Regions from separate parts of the Bombyx mori genome. Here region 1 is linked to region 2. A link is a contact called in public Hi-C data. All regions are on one chromosome and are shown on one strand. Each heading gives the region's core, a stretch centred on a gene start, on an enhancer-like site or on the middle of the called end of the contact. The rest is flanking DNA. Distances are from core to core; before and after follow the strand shown. Region 1 holds the start of LOC101737703 (glycine cleavage system H protein, mitochondrial). Region 2 holds the start of LOC101738635 (mucolipin-3).

What was found. Hi-C and Micro-C count contacts between places; a contact is called where the count stands out from the background.
Region 1: a contact with region 2 is called in a Hi-C map of posterior silk gland, with 2.0 times the contacts expected there. The contact joins the promoter of LOC101737703 here to the promoter of LOC101738635 in region 2. A contact is called at or near these places in 3 of 7 Hi-C or Micro-C datasets (middle silk gland, posterior silk gland and whole pupa).

What each region holds. Positions count from the first base shown.
Region 1 is chr11:18,606,594-18,609,418 of ASM3026992v2, forward strand. LOC101737703 (glycine cleavage system H protein, mitochondrial) reads left to right here and starts at 1,515. Exons shown (of 2, transcript XM_062671276.1): 1 at 1,515-1,741; 2 at 2,677-2,825. The coding sequence starts at 2,682. All of the region lies in intron 20 of LOC101736905, which reads right to left.
Region 2 is chr11:18,443,611-18,446,310 of ASM3026992v2, forward strand. It overlaps LOC101738635 (mucolipin-3), which reads left to right and starts at 1,279. Exons shown (of 1, transcript XM_004932846.5): 1 at 1,279-2,700. The coding sequence starts at 1,571. It overlaps LOC101737172 (lipid droplet-regulating VLDL assembly factor AUP1), which reads right to left and starts at 643. Exons shown (of 8, transcript XM_038013899.2): 1 at 463-643. The coding sequence starts at 500.

The sequences.
Region 1 (2,825 bases), core at 265-2,764, 160 kb after region 2:
TTAAAATAAAGTAGTTCATGGAAGATAAAATTCAAAACTGGATTTCTAACATACAGATCTGAATATTGTGTACTTCGTTTTTTGTTAAACTTGTAATTAATTCAACTTTTTTCTTCCGCCTTGTGTAAAACATATTAAATACTTTGACAAAAGCACACAGTAACAGTCAACTACAGCATATAAATGTATTCATATAAATAAACAAACAAAGTAAACATTGCAAGTACCTTGACTTCTTCGATCTCTACTACTTCCGGTGTTTCTCTAAAGAAATGGCACTGTAATTTACACAAATAATTGTGCAGAACATTCGAATTAAGTCCATAATAACAAGCCACACATCCCAACACATAACTAAACGCAAAAGTTACGAAGTGAAATCTGTAAACAAAAAACTGGGTTAAAAACTATTCGAATGTGATAGTTCACTTACAAAATGGGTATTACGTTATATAGACCTGTAATAATAAATAACAGCAAAAGAGGCACTAGTAATTCCGAAGCAAATAATATAATTTTGATTAACAAAATTTTCTACAAACTTATTTTGACATCTTTCAGTCATGGTTCGCGAAATACAAGTCGTCTCGTCACTGACGTTTATTTAGATTGACGGCCTTGACGTTTGTCACGTTAAAGATTTAAATGGGGATGCCTGACTAATTCCGAAAAATAAAAAAATAGTTCCAAATCCGATTACATTTCAAAATATAATATAATTTATCTTGATGGTTTTATTAAATGTCCTACATGGTGGTGAATAAAAATAAGGACTTAATTTTTTACCTAAAAAACTTAAAAAAGGTCAGTCTGTAATAAAAAATAAATGACCGAAGTCTGAATACCCAAGGGTTTCAGTAACAAATGAACATGATCTTAATGAAGTCATCACATAACACTAGGTATGTACCAGGTATGTACCAGTGTACCTGCTTACTACTAAACAGAAAAATATTTTATTATTGAAACCGTTAAAATATTTGTTAGCAGTGGACAGCGGCTTGACTGTGCTGCTAATTTTACTAATGTCCACGATAGATAGTGACCACTTGCCAACACTTGGACCCCGCTGTCAGGTGGCTCATTGCTTAAAAAGCCAATAAAAATAATTGTGCGTTTTCCAAAACTAAAATGTTTTACACACAATATTATTAAACAGGTTCTTCGCACAATTTTGGCATTTAATGAAGAAGCACTAAGAAATGCTGTTAGTTGGGAAGGGCGGGTCAGTCGTTATATTACAGAGACTTACAATTGACGTTTCGAGATGAGTGGGGCCATTTATGTTGTTGGTGTCTATGGGCTGCGGTAACTACTTAACACCAGACGTGAGGTATACCTTTAGGCAAAAAATTGACATTTACCCGAACACAAGCAGTGCTTTCTACCACCGAGATGAAACTGTACAACCCTCAGAACTAAGCAGTGACATTTTTCATTTCACTCCACATTATCATTTTTCATAAAATTAAGAATTTAAATTAAAATGAAACATGACTTAAGAGTCTTAGTTACCAGGTCATAAATAAGATCCTTTAAAAAAAATAAGCAGCTGACAAATGTCAAATTTCAAAAGGAATAATAAAGATAACCTCATTTTATTTGAATTGCTTTAATTTTTAATTCTATTAAAAAGCACACCCATAGATTATACACTTAATATATTCGAAGCACACCTAAAATTCCAGATTACATTTAGATACCAAAGTATTCGATTTGTGATCTACAAAAAATACTGACAGTGAGTTTAATAATTATTTTTGTTTTAATTTTTTCTCATAAAAAACTATATTTTCATCTTAGTTAAGAGTCAACAAATACAGATCAAAATCGCTCTCGATTTATCAAAACGCAGAATTTCTCAATTGTAGTTTTTAAGAATTTTTTTTTCTTTTTTTTTTGTTGCCCTTGTAGGCAGACGAGCATACGGCCCACCTGATGGTGAGTGGTTACCGTTGCCCATGGACTTCAGCAATGCCAGGGGCAGAGCCAAGCCGCTGCCTACCGCAAATGTAGATAGTACCAGATTAGAAGTTAGTGGAATATATTTTCAGTCTCAATTAAGGCTTTATTACACTTTATCATCTATACATGATTTTATGGTTACTAAGAATTTTAATGGTTAATGAGAGCTCAGCAAGAAAACTGTCATTTTATTTTGAATCGAAATCTCAATTTTCTTGTACTAAATGGATATATCAAACAAAACAAAATCACATCTACCTGCAAATCCAGTGCAGGATTGAAGCAAATTTATGAAATTAATTTAAAATATGAAATTTGCAATGACATGTTTATCCTATAATTTGTTTTATCATAATAATCATGGTTTCCTATGTCATTTGGCCATTATATCAGTACATAATACATACTGATTACATGCTATTAACATACTTTCAGTCATATTAATAATTGTATTGATAAATAAAATCATTTCTCATCCTACATCCTACATTATCTAAAATGGTTACTTTGACAGTTTTTTATTAGCTTCATATATGTTTTGTCTGAAGATTGTTGCATTGTCTTTTTGTATTAATTTTTGTAATAATTGTGTTTTATTATATTTTTATTTATGTCATTTAACTACTAGTACAACACTAAAAGTATTTTATTTTAATTTTTTTTAAGGGATTTTATGACCTGGTAACTAAGAATTTTATTTACATCTTTCAGATAAAATGGCAATACAGAGATGCTTATTACAAATAGTGAAAACTTACAAATTAAGGCATCATTTACAGTCAAACATCAGACAAACATACTGTATGTTATGCCTGAAGTACAGCACAGGTGGATCATCAAGGAAATATACTGATAGACAT
Region 2 (2,700 bases), core at 29-2,528:
GGAGATTTAAAAATATTTACTTTGAATTACAAGGAAATTAAAATACCAGATCCCATGATAGTTATCTAGTCTTGTAATATTTGTAAATAAAATAAATACTACTTTTACTTTTCATGTAATTAAAGTCTCAATGTCGTAGTGATTTTCAAGTATAAGAATTTGTAATTAAAGTCTCAATGTCGCAGTGATTTTCAAGTTTATGAATTTGAAGCAACAACATAATTTCGTGATTAGATTTTTCATAGACTAAATATTGTTTTTATACTCAATTACATTGTTTATTTACATACATTATTCAATGAAATGCTGTGAAATTGTTTATGTATTTGCAATCAGACTGTAAAAAATTAAGATGTGAAAATGTGTAATTTTTATACGTTTTATTTTATAGGGTCGAGTGGGCATCAACTTTCCCCGAACTAAATCACGTAACAATAAATATTGTTAAAATTATTATTGTACCTCTCTTTGTTGATTAACTTTTCTGCCGCAAGAGCCATCACCGAATATGTAGATAGATGTTTTGTTGAATATTTACGCTGTCTGCCATATATTTTTTATAAAATTCTCGATGAATTTATGATCACAGTAGGTAATACATACAGGCAATGATGTGTTCTTCGTTCGACATTTGGCAAACATAAATTATTCCGTTGGTTTGTTTTATTTAGTTACACAAAGGGAAATAATTCCATACAGTTCTGTCTTTTAAAATTGTCAAAATTAAACCGAACCGTTTGGGTGAAAAAGGAAGTGATATTACTGTAGAAATTACTCCGCAATAGTGTTTTTGGAATGAAAGTGAATACAGAAGTTTTGTGAATTGTTTTGTTTAGTTAATTCTGTGCTTATTCAAGTTTAAACATATAAAAACCGTTTAGTGTCCATGAAGGTGAAGGTGAGTACATGAACAAAGTACTGGACTGGGATTCCTGGGTTCTTCCCAAAAATCTACCGAAGTCTCAACAATTACGATATTTTAATACATACACATAACATACAATATTTTGCGATTGATAAGAAACAATTTTTTTTTTACCCTGTTGATGAGCTTCAATTAATTTCACTTTATTATAATGTTTACTTCACAAAGCGGCAAAGTAATACCTGATTATCACTTAAACTCGCAAGAAGCCGATGTTTTTATATTGATAGATAGAAGAGAACCCCATCATTTAACTGAGAAGTTTGTTCATCCCATTTCATTATATTTCTATTTCAGTGAATTTTGTTAAGTTTTACTTATTGTGGAACTAAAACAACTTCGCCTTTTATAACAGAATAGTTATTGCGTGGTACCATTTGCTTATTCAATTTAATAAATAAAAAACACGTGACATTCTGGTATAATGTGCAAGTGACAATTTTAAATCGAGGACTCAATCCTTGAAAGTAAACAAAGAACAACAGAAACATTATTTTAATTATTAATCGAATTCATTTTTACTATTATTCGAATCTTAAGTTCCATGTAGCGTTTCAAACTCTAATTATAGTAAAAAAAACAAGTTCGAACGTTCGTGACAAATTGACCTTGTCTTTTTAGAAAATTATATTAGAAGTTATATCCATGGATGAAATCATGCATGCCCCTGATGATACTACCTGTTCTGAAGGCGAAGACGATCACAAAAAGGAAATTCGACCGAATGCCAACAATGAACAAGATTTTCCTCACCAATCGACTTCGTTCTCTCCGCCTACTCAAATGGAAGAAAAAATGCGTAGAAAACTGCAGTTTTTCTTTATGAATCCAATCGAGAAATGGAAAGCAAAGAGAAAATTTCCTTACAAATTTGTCGTGCAGGTAATCAAAATTGTACTTGTGACTTTTCAGCTATGTTTATTCGCTCATAACAGATACAATCACGTGAACTATACATGGGATAACAGAATCACATTCTCGCATCTATTTTTACTCGGCTGGGACTCTACACGTGAGATAAACGCATATCCACCGGGAGCAGGACCACTTGCTTTGTACAAAATCGATGAGTTCTACAATACATTAGACTATGCAGTTGCCGGTTATACTAATTTATCTAATGCGATAGGCCCATATTCGTACAATGATGAAAATAACTTTATGCCAGATCCTGTCTTTTGCCAGTACAACTATAAACAAGGCATTATTTATGGCTTTAATGAGAGCTACCAGTTTAACTCTGAAGTCTTTGAGACCTGTATAAATTTCACAATTAAAGATAATGAAGATTTCAAATCTGAAGCGTACATTAGAGATGCTGGATTGAACATCAGTTTCTCATCATTAGTTAGAGCAAAATTAATGTTTTCCATCAAAACCATCAACTTCAGGGCTGCCGGTCCCATAACTCCACCAGACTGTTACCGGTTTGATGTTGAAATAATATTTGACAATGAAGATCACGATGGACAAATGTCCTTGTTTCTGGAAGCAGAACCTCACAAGCTAGAATGTAAAGGCGACACAGCTTATGTGACGGATAATAAAATTGACCAAATACTCAGGAGTACTTTAAATATTTTAGTTATTTTGATTTGTGCAGCCTCGTTTGTGCTATGCAGCAGAGCACTCTACAGAGCACAGTTGCTAAAAGAATTAACAGTACAATTCTTTAGAAGACAATATGACAGAGACCTAAGCTTAGATGGAAGATTGGAGTTCTTGAATATTTGGTATATTATGATAATAATCAATGACCTTCTGATCATCATGGG